2 separate regions of the Hordeum vulgare genome follow, and region 2 is linked to region 1. Evidence: chromatin contacts called from public Hi-C data. All regions are on one chromosome and are shown on one strand. The core of a region is the stretch at or near the end of the contact, and the rest is flanking DNA. Distances in the headings are between cores, read along the strand shown. Region 1 holds the start of LOC123440321 (jacalin-related lectin 3-like). Region 2 has its middle 42 kb from the start of LOC123440322.

Evidence for each region. A called contact is a pair of places that touch in the nucleus more often than the background predicts.
Region 2: a Hi-C map of leaf shows a contact between it and region 1, with 3 times the contacts expected there. The contact joins the enhancer-like site here to the promoter of LOC123440321 in region 1. A contact is called at or near these places in 3 of 6 Hi-C or Micro-C datasets (leaf and seedling).

The regions. Positions count from the first base shown.
Region 1 is chr3H:507,679,820-507,685,263 of MorexV3_pseudomolecules_assembly, reverse strand. LOC123440321 (jacalin-related lectin 3-like) reads right to left here and starts at 3,446. Exons shown (of 6, transcript XM_045116896.1): 1 at 3,402-3,446; 2 at 2,750-2,923; 3 at 2,407-2,649; 4 at 1,991-2,314; 5 at 1,685-1,900; 6 at 1,002-1,603. The coding sequence starts at 3,446. The coding sequence ends at 1,214.
Region 2 is chr3H:508,006,051-508,011,924 of MorexV3_pseudomolecules_assembly, reverse strand. No RefSeq gene overlaps it. Among protein-coding and RNA genes, the nearest start is that of LOC123440322, 42 kb to the left of the region's middle. Within about 2 kb of position 3,939, at least 3 of the 3 cell types and tissues checked have open chromatin away from gene starts, as enhancers often do. A contact at or near this core is called in leaf and seedling, where this site is marked.

The DNA.
Region 1 (5,444 bases), core at 2,197-4,696:
AGTTTTCCCTAACGGTTTCTCATAAAAGGTTTTTAACGAGATAATATAAACACAAGTATCTATATATGCCATATCATTTTCTCCTTATATTTTTCCCACTGGGTTTTAAAGGAGTTTTCAATGACATGTACGATTGCACTTTTTCCCTTATGAGTTTTCTCTCAAGTTTCTCATAATGGTTTTTAGTGAGGCAATATCTTCTCAAAGATCATATGTCATACTTTCTATTTTCCCTGCTAGGGTTTTTAAAGGAAGTATTCAAGACATATTAATTGTTTTCTAAACTTATCAATGAGTTTTCTCCTTCTTCAAAGGTTTTCTCATATGAGTTATCAAAAGACAATGATCATCATATGTTGCATCATTTTCTCCTTATTTTTCCCACTGGGTTTGAAGGAGTTATAGCAACATATCTACTCTATTCTCCTCATATTTTTCCCACTGGGTTTTTGGGGGAGACTCTCAAGATTATCTGGAAGATTTCTCAAGATGGAAGATCTATATGCAAGATGCTTTCAACGATGAAACATTCAAGGAGCGGTGTTGTACAAGGGGGAGTGTTAGAAATTAATTAGTAGATTAATTAGCCAAGGGATGTGTCCAACCCCGAACAGTCATGTCTCCTCTCTCTCTCTATTGCCAACAGGCACCTGTTCTGGAGGGATGCCTCCGAACAGACACCTCTTCTTCGCACCTCTTCCAGATGTATATATACTTGAGAATCAATAGAAATCAGGACTAATCGTCCATTCACTTTCATTCAATCTCGTTTTACTCTAACAGTACTAATGCCCGAGCAAACTTTTTTTATCTGGTGATGGCGTACTTGTTGAATGTACTTGGTGGTTGTTTTATTGGGCGAAGTCTATTTCGAGAGTTGACCACTGGTTGCGCTAATGTTAATGCAATTTGTGGTGGATTTCTCACTAGCACTGCCGTCAGAAACCTCTTTGCGCACGATCATGTCATCTGAATGTGCGAGCTGCTCCTTTTAACCAGTCTTGTGATTCTGATACTCCGTTCCCGGTTGTATAAACTCTGCTTTCGATACAAGATAACACACCACACGTTCACAGCACCATCCACGAGTAACAAATGAAACAGAAAAAAGAAGCAAAAACACTCTCCTGCAAACTGAACTTGCGCCTGGATCGGAGGCGGAGCAGGACCTGCCCGGAAAACAGTCTTGGCGCCACCGGTAGGTGCGGCAAAATCAAAAGAGATACCTGGAGACATAGTACTTGGTACCAGACCCAGCCCTGGGATTATCCGAACCAGTACTCTTGGGGTTTGGGCCGACGATCTTGGGAATGGAGCTGGCCTTAGGTCTGGCGGCAATGGCGGTGTTCCTGTCTCCCAGCCAGTGCTGCATGTGCACCCCGATGGCGTCCAGGTACATGGCGCTCCGGCCGTGGAAGCCGACCACCTTCCCCTGCGTCGTGGCGGAGGTGAAGTAGGTCCCGACCTCGTCGCCGAACGGCCCGTACTTGCCCCGGCTGCTGACGACGGTGATCGACCTCAGAACCCTGGGCCCTTCCCCCACGCAGGTGTTGTAGTAGCCGTATACGCAGGTCAGCACCTCGTGCGGGTAGTCCAGCTTGATCTGCGCATGCATTCGGTCAAATGACGATCAGCAAAGCGTACTCTGCAAAAGAGATGGCTGTTGATTGTCTGCTGTGCTCACCCTGTGCGTGATCTGGCCGCCGTTGCCGTGCCTGGTAGACCACACGGACTGCCCGCTCCTGTCGTACTCGATCTGTATGGAGGCGATGAAATCGTCTCTGGTTACGTAGATCTGCTTGATGCCCGTGTAGACGCCATCGTCCCACGGCTTGCCTCCCTCCCCTCCCCACGGCCCGGGCCCTATCGGTATCGGTTCTTTCACCACGCCGTACGTAACCTGCAAGATGAACCCTCCACAATCTCAGACACATTCTTGTCTCAGTGCTATACCAAACATTGTTCACTCGAAAGATCGGTGTTACTTTACCTCGTCCCCGATCTCCCTCATGGGCAACGCAAGCATGTCGCCCAACGGGGTCGTGCCGGCGGATTTCTCCGACAGCACCTTGCCTTCCAGGACATGGACCCCGATGCTGTCGACGTACCACGCTCCCCTGCCGTGGAACCCCACGATCCTCCCTTCCGTCAGGCAGCTGGAGAAGAAGGTGCCGGTCTCGTCCCCGAACGGCCCATGGCTCTTCTTCGTCGTGTGGAAGGTGATGGACTTGATCGCCGTCGGGCCCATGATCATCGTCGGCCCGAAGTACCCGGTGACGTGGGTCAGGATCTCCGTCGGGAAGTCGAATATGATCTGCCCAAACAAAACTCCCCTTCAACAAAAGTCTGAAACTCATCGATGCTCTGAAACTGAAGCTCTGAACTCTGAAGAAGAAATTGCGTTACCTTTTCGGGTCTAGCCGCCCCGCTGGAGCCGCGCTTGTCGCCCCAGATCGCCTGCCCGTTGCGGTCGTAGAGGACCTTCATGGAGGATATTCCCAGCCCCCGCGTGATGTTGATCTGCCGGACGCCGGTGAATATGCCGTCGTCGAATATGGTGCCGCCGGTGCCGCCCCATGGACCGAACCTCACGGGAGTGCTTATGGTCATAGTCCCGTTGTCTGAGATGAAGCTAGGAAATGACACCATCTGTGGAGCAAGATGTTACAAGTAATGGATGTTAACTTGATTGCAGCTATCACTTATACAGACTGTAACTGATTACAAGCTTTCAGTCTGCCTGGATTACCTTGTTGGAGAGGGTTGCAATGCGTGATCCATTAGGATTCTGCTCCTTTGCAAGAACCATTTCATTGCCGTCCGCGTACCTATGGCCGTTTCTGTCGACGGACCTCGTTATGCTTCGGAGCGCTGACGGAGCGCTGGAAGCATTTGGGTCCTTCCCGCTTAAGCTTGCAAGGCTCTATGGAACATGAAAAGTAAGAAAAAAAGTGTCGCAAACACACAAAACAGTTATTCTATTCTACCTAGAAATTTGTGACATTCAGAATGTTTTTATGCAGATACTAGTTCATACTTATGAAGTGATTTTGATCTCAGTGATTTAACAAGTTAACATGACAATTTTGGATCTCGCAAAAAAAAAACATGACAATTTTGGACATGAACAATTCTGAAACAACATCCCTGAAGAACACAAGCATGCTACTGACTACTTCCTCCGTCCCAAGATAAATGACGCAATTTTATACTAACTTTATAAACTTAGTAACCTCCAGCAGTTCTAGGAGAAAAATACTCCCTTCTTCCCAAAATAAGTGTCTTAAGCTTAGTACAATTTTGTACTAGAGTTAGTACAAAGTTGAGACAGTTATTTTGGGACAGAGGGAGTACAGGCTAGCTAGCTAGTGATCACGATCAGACAGTAAGAGATGCGGTACCATGTTCCGTAGTCCAAACAAAGCCCAGAAGCGCCTTGGAGGTCGAGAGTTTTACAGACGGCGACGCCGGAACAGGGGAGCGACTGCTGCAGTGCTGCTAGCGATCAGCTCGGTAATCTGACAGGAAGCAGGCGCGTGTCTACCTATTTATATAACACAGAAGAGAAGACCAATATAGGGGCTGTCAAACGGAGCACACCAGGATGCTCAGCGACAACGCCGTTCACGAGCGAGGGCACCCGGACGGGAGCTGGAGGGAAAGCAACACGGCGCTCTGCTGACGGCTCAAGATCGAGCTAGAAGAGGGCGGGCAGGACAGAACTGGATTCGCTGACCATTGCGATCGCCGATTACCATATTATTCCGATCACGGGGAGACGAAAGGGGAACGATTTCTTGGCTTGCCACCAGCTGTGATTCCTCGCGTTCACGGTGGGAAACTAAAGAGGCCGCCATTCCTGATGCGCCCCTCTTTATTTCCATTCTTCAGAGAATGTTTCGCTTTTGTTTCCCCGCTTTCTTTCACCTGTTGTTGTGTGCCTCACGATGAGAGAAAAAAAAACTTATCTTTACCTGTGGTCCTTCTACAACGTCACTGGCTCAGACAGCTTGATTACTACAGTACAAGCTACTTCCTCCGTCTCGTAATATAAAACATTTTTTTAAATCTATACCTACTAATAAACGAAATAGGTATTCATAGTCCGTCTTGCTATTTTATAGAAAAACCCCTGATGTTTTCAACATTAAACCCGCGATACATATTAAATGTTTTTTAAAATACTCATATTTTCTAAACCGTAAATATGTAGAATTTGAATATGATGTTATTTTACATGTTAAACATTTAATAAAAATATTATCTAGGGTGCAATTTTAATAAATAATTCATTATTCGTATTTCTTTCATACCGGTAGTAACCCGGATTGAGGATGAACACGTTAACAAAATCAGGATTGAAGATGAAATTGATGGTCAGTTGCCCGTTTCTTTATATGTATTAAATCTACATGCAAACCGTGTCAAAATAGAAGACTTGTGAAATCTTGAACTGAACTTTTGTAGGGTAAGATCATATCTGTTTGTGCCGTAACTACGAAGTCTAAGATTATAGACCATTTTTTTATAAATTAAGAGTGCATGGTTTTTTTCTTCTTCCGTTATAACGCACGGGCCCTTTTGCTAGTGAAATAAAAGGAATAATGGATAACGCTCTGTGCTGGCGTCGGTCCAATATTTCGGTCGGTCAACCTGAATCCGTCCGATTTGCACGCGCGTAGCTGTCAGATCTCCGTCCTCCTCTTCCGCATCTCATCTTCAACCTCCCACATAAAAGAAAGAGAGAAAAAGGAGGACGCCGCCCCCGCACACGCTGCACCCCACGCCTCGCCTCCTCATCTTCTCTCACCGTCGGTCATCCCTAGTCGCCGCCCCTCACCGTCGTTCGCGGCCCTCGTCGTCGGTCCCAGCTCTGTCATGATGCATGTTACAAAATACCTCTTCAGTTGTGGCAAATCCGAGGGAAGTTGCAGCAAAAAAAACATCACCGTAGTAGACCACACCTCCGCTGTGACAGATGTAGCCAAATCCGTTGCCGATAGTAACAAAATTAGACAACGGTTGCAGCTTTCAGGGTGAAGGTTCGGCTCGTCGGAGTGGAGTTAATTGGATGAGCGGAGTGTCTGGTTGAAGCTTTCTCTATTGGCGGTTGAAACATTTTTCATATACCTTTTAAGCTTTTTTTTGTCAACGGTTACAACAAACGCGAGCATGATACCCCAGTTAGCCATGATGACCGACAAAGTTCTCCGTTGTGCGAGATGCAACTGCGTCAGCGCCAAGTTGGATACAGCTCGGCACTAAGCCGTGTGTCCCTTGCAACACCGCGCCCTCTAGCCGCCTCGTATGTGGCCAGCCGGCCTTGCGACAACTCCCTCGTGAGCCATGGCGGAGCCGGACTAGTTCAACGCAAGTTCTACTTTGCGTGTTGTGAGGAAAAACAAACAGATGAGATGAACGATGAAAACATAAAACCACGTTTA
Region 2 (5,874 bases), core at 2,690-5,189, 330 kb before region 1:
GACACCGATGTGAAAGTTGGTGGTACCGAGATGGTAGGGTGTGGCATAGGATTTGTCTGAAAAAATAAGTAGGGTCGAGTGGAACTAGTTGGTGGCACCGATTTTGCTGATGTGTCTTTGGAAAGAGATATTTTGCGGGAGAATGGGTGAGTATTTTTGGTGGCTACCTCTAAGCACTTGAGCAACCAATTCATCACAATACCTCACCCCCTTTTAATAGTATTGGTTTTCCTATGGACTCAAAGTGATTTCTCATGAATGTAAAATGTGGAGTCTCTTCCTTGAAGCTTGAGCCAATCCTATTCCTTCCTTCATCAAGGGGCTTCTCCTCATAATCCTTTGGCCAATGCTCTTTGTGGACTATACCTGAAATATACTAGGTAAAAGAGTTAGTCAAAGAGACAATGTATGTTGTCATGAATTATCTAAACCACCAAGGGAGCATATGTGCTTTCATGCATGTTGTGCCAGGAGGTGTCAGGAGGTGTGCGAGCGGGCATAGTTTAGGAGGCTTTCCCCTTTTTTGCTAAGGGAGCAGGGCCACCGCGAGTTCCTGAAGAAACCCCTAAAGTTTTCCTCTCCAGTGCAAGAAGACCAGGACCAAGGGCTCACTAGGAGGGAGGTCATCCCCGGGTCCACCAGTGTGTCATGACAGGAAGCCTTTGCAGGAGAAGACCACTTTAGTCACGGTAGTGCGCAGCCCTGTCCCCTTGCGAAATGTCCATTACGGCAACCCTTTTCGCCTTGTGTTTCCGAGGGGGAAGAGGACCTGGGCCAGTATAAGACAGGGCAAAATGCATGCGTAGAGAGGGGACGAGGAACTTGAGAGCTAGCAAGAACACACATTTCTATTCCCCCTCACCCTGAAGTGATCAAAACAAGGAGGAGTAGGGTCTTACATCGTAAGGTGGCCTGAACCTGGGTAAACTGTCGTGTCCGCTGTTCTTCTTCCTTAACCTCGAATATGTCGGAGTGTCATCATGAGGTTGCGCCGTAGAGCAGAGTACAGGAGCCCGCGCACCCGAGAGTTTGAACCTCTTGGGTCCTCTGAGCCTCGATTCCGGCAACCTTGTCGGGGTACGTGGCGTCTCGGTAGATTTACAACAGCTTTAATGACACCTGTTTTAATGGAGTGGCGAAAAAATAAGAGGTAATTGGGCGAACGACACAGAAGGAGAGATCATCCTTGCTGGGGAGCACTGCCACCATGACACCTGACGACGCATTTAATGTGTATGTCCTAGTCCGTTAGGGTTAGGTAGTTTCTGCTGTAGAATGTTAATAGTTTGAGCATTGTAACATTCACTATTCTCCCTTGTGTATTTACCATTTTAGGCACTATGGTAACCCCTTTTACCTATAAAAGGAGGTCCATAACTACTATGGTAAACCCTAGCTGAGCATTGAGTAGTGTTGCTCTTTATGCGTGTAGATCAGCATAGTTGAACCGCAAAGGGGCCTCACTCATCCCATAGATTGTCGTACCTCGACACCACGTATTGATCATTGGTCCCAACGTTGTTGCGGAGTGTTCCTAGCCACTATACTAATGTAGATTTCATGTAAACGGATTCGTGCACACCCTACTTGAGGCCTTCTCGAGTCATTTTTTTCTTCTGTTTTCCCTTTAGTTTCTTTGATATTTTACTCCACTTTTTTTATTCTTTCTTACATTTTTGTTTCATTGCCTTTGGTATTTTGCATTTTGTTTTTTCTCCATTTTTCGTTTCGTTTTTTTTTCTTCTCTATTTTTTATTTTTCATGTCTGTTTTTGTTTTCACTCCACATTTTCGTATCTGTCAAAAACTATTTTTTGGTAACTGATTAACATTTTTCAATACAAGTTCAACATTGTTCGAACACTTATTCAACATTTTTCAAATAGTTGTTGCACATTTTGGTACTTATTCAACACTTTTCAAATACTTGTTCAACATTTTAAAGTACACATTCAACATTTTTTAATACTTACTCAACATTTGAAAATATGTGTTCAGTATTTGAATAATTATTCAGCATTTTCAAATGTGTGTTCAACATTTTTTGAATATTCGTTGAGCAATAGCTAACACTTATTTAACATTTTGGCAAACAATTGTTCAAAAGTTTTAATATTATTCAAAACGTTCAAATACTTATTCAAAAAATTACAAATACTTATTCAACAATTTTTAAATAGTTTTCATCATTTTTCATATTTATTTTTGAAAAGTATTTTTTAGTACATACATCTGCAATAGTTTAAAGTATAAAAATGTAAAAAAGAAAGTAAAAACAAGAACGGAAAAGGGAAAAAAGAAGGACTCCCGCGCGGTTGGGCTCCCACCAACGCGCGGCCCCTGTGCTCATTTTTGCGAGACATAGGGCGGGAATACCCAATTTACTGCTCAATGCATCAAATTGTCGAACTTTCGCACAAGTGAACAACCGAGCAGCGACTCAATAGATCGATCCGTTTAAACTTCCAACGCCCCCGGTTTTGGGAACCCGATTTCCATATGGTTTTTTATAGTTTTCGAAAAATCTAGAATATTTTCCGAACTGTTTTTTTTAAATCTCTCCTGTTTGTATTATTTTTTATTTACATTTATTTCTATTTTTATATATTTTAATTTTGTCAAGTTTATTTTTTAACAAATGTTCACAGTTTCAAAATTTATTCATTTTTTAACAATATTCAAAAATTGTTCACAATTTGAAAAATATTTAAAATTTGTTCACAATTTTAAAAATATTCATGGTTTCAGAACTTTTTCACAATTCAAAAAAATCTTCGCGGTCTCAAAATTTGCTCACAATTTTATTATTTTTCAGGAATTGGAAATTTTTTATGTTTCAAAATTTGTTCACAATTCAAAAAATCTTCGCGGTTTCAAAATTTATTCACAATTCAAAAATTGTTAATAATTTTATTATTTTGTATGAATTTGAAATTTTTTCATGTTTAAATTGTTGGTCACAATTCGCAAAATGTTAGCAATTTGATAATTTGATTCACGAATTGAAATTTCGTTTATGTTTTTAAAATTTGTCCATAATTCGAAAAGTGTTCACGGTTTCAGTATTTCTTCACATATTTGAAAAATGTTCACAATTTGATAATTTTTTTAGGAATTTGAAATTTCTTCATGTTTCATAATTCCTTCAGAATACGAAATATGTTTACGGTTTCAAAATTTGTTCTCAATTCAAAAAATGTCACAATTTTATAATTGTTTTCAGGAATTTTTAATATACTCATGTTTCAAAATTAGTTCACAATTCAAAAAGTGTTTACGGTTTCAAAAAAATCACAATTTTATAATTTTGTTCATGTTTCAAAATTTGTTTACATTTCAAAAAATGTTCACGGTTTCAAATGTTTTTCAAAAGTCGAAAAATATATTCATAATTTTATAATTTTGTTCACAAATTTCAAATTTGTTCATATTTCCAAATTTGTTCTTAATTCAAAAAACGTTCGCGGTTTCTATTTTATTTTCAGATTCAAAAAATCTTTGAAGAATTTCTTAAATTATTCACGTTTTCCAAAAAAGCCTATTGATTAAAAGTGTTTCTGTTTTTAAGAAATTTGTTCACAAATTTGGAATTTTGTTCATAAATTCCAAAAACACGAATATTGTTCTTATGGACCAGGCTGCTAGTGGATTTGCAAATTCCTAGGTGTTATTGTGGATATTTTTTAGGGTTTTTTCTACACGTTTAGATTTTATTGCTTTTGTTGGTTTCTTTAATAGCCGTGTTGCATACTTACACCATGAGCTTATCGGACAGAGTGGCTAGTACTGCGCACGCATCACCTCAATGTTTTGGGTTTGAATCCCAGCCTTAGCGCTCATATTTTTCGCATTTTTCCACTTTACGAGATGGGTCGGCCCAGCTGAGTTGCACCCTGTGCGTGCGAGTGAAAACCTACCCGACGGCAGGTAGGAGCTCCCATAAGAGGGAGCTCCTATGCGATACATTCTGCGTCCAACTGCCGAGGAAACGCACAGGGCGAGTCAGACCAGGGCCGCCCTAGTAGCGAGTTACAGGTAGCGACAGATGGAAAATACAGTAAAAAAAAGAAATACAAAGGAGCAAATGGTATTGTAGCTACTACATTTTGTAAAAGACGAACCTTTTTAAAATTTCGACTTCATTTAAAAATTATTTTTTTTATGAAAACATAATGGTTTTTTCAAATATAAGAAGCTTTTTTAGAAAAACAATTGAACACTTTTTAACTTCTACAGACATTTTTTCGAACTCATTAATATTTTTTGAAAATAGGAAACATTGTTTTGAAAGGGTGAACATTTTTCAGAAGTACGAACATTTGTAGACATTTTCCCAATTTATGGAATATTTTTCAAATCCCGGAACAAATTTTCAAATTCCGAAACATTTTTTTTAAATCCGAAAAACTTTTATAAAATTTTTAAAACATTGTTTCAAAATCTGGAACATTTTCTAAAAATTTCAGCACATTTTTGGAAATTCTGGAACATTTATATAAAAATATGAAACATTTTTATAAAAATTCTGGAACATTTTTCCATATTCTGGAATATTTTATAAATCTGGGCACATTTTCTGAAATTCAAGAATGTTTTTTTCAACTTCTGGAACATTTTTCAAATTCTGGACTATTTTTTCATATTCCGGAACAATTTTCAAATTCCAGAATATTTTTTGAAAATCCAGATTTTTTTGAAATAGAAACAGAAAAAAAGAAGCAAACAATAAAGAAAAAATAATACAAAAAAAGGAAAAACTGTTCTAGAAAGTTACGAAAACCGAAAAACCCGGCTAGAAACCTCTAGAAGGTTTCAAAACCGGGATCGGTAAAAGTGCTAATGTGCCTGCCCAAACCCAGTCGCTCGATTGCAGCTCCTGTGCGTTTCCCCGCCTATTTGAGGCAAAGAGCGTCAAATAAGGTTTCCCTCATAGGAGTCAGACCCTATTTACCACCACAGGCCCAGGTTTTAGTTTTTTTTTTTTTGCAAACCGGCGCCTAGAGCGCAGCCCCTCTTTTGCAAACGGGGCGGCTGAACAATCTGCCTTTTTCTTTTTGTTTAAAAATAGAAAAAAATAAGATGTGGCCGCTAGAGATCAAACCAAGGACCTGCTCACTTGTCAATGAGAGTTCCAACTGCAATAACCAAATGGACAATTCACAATTACTGAAAAATTACTTCCATCCTAGTATATCTATGTATAATGCCCTTTATTTTTTTTATTGTTTTACTATTTCAAATTCTGTTAACTTTTTCCAAATCCATTGAAAATTCTTTAAAAAATATGATGGACATTTTTCAAATTCGATGAACTTGTTGTCAAAATCCAAGATATTTTAAAAATTGATTACCTTTTTTGAAATTTTGTGAACTTTTAGTCAAAATCCATGAACTTTTTTGAAAAAAATTGATGAACATTTTTAAAATTCGATGAACTTTTTGTGAAAATCCGTGAAGTTTTTTTTAAATCCGATAAAATATTTTAAAATGGATGAACTATTTTTCAAAATCGATGAACCCTTTTTCAAATCCAATGAACTTGTTTCAAGTTTGATTAATTTTTTTCATATCCTATGAACTTTTTTGACACCAATGATCTTTTTTCAAATCCAATGAAACTCGGTGAACTTGTTTCAAAATTCCATGAATTCTTTTAATAATTTGGTGATTTTTTTTGAAAAATTGATGAACTTTTTTAAAAAAATCGTGAACTTTTCTTGAAAATCCGTAAAATAAATTAATTCACAAACATTTTTGTTTTTTGCAATTTCTTTGACTAACTTTGATAGTAGGGAAAGTTTTTTGTAAATAATTTTAATTCTATTCTACATGGTTTTCGGTCATTCAAATAAAATGTCCTTCCAAACAAACACGT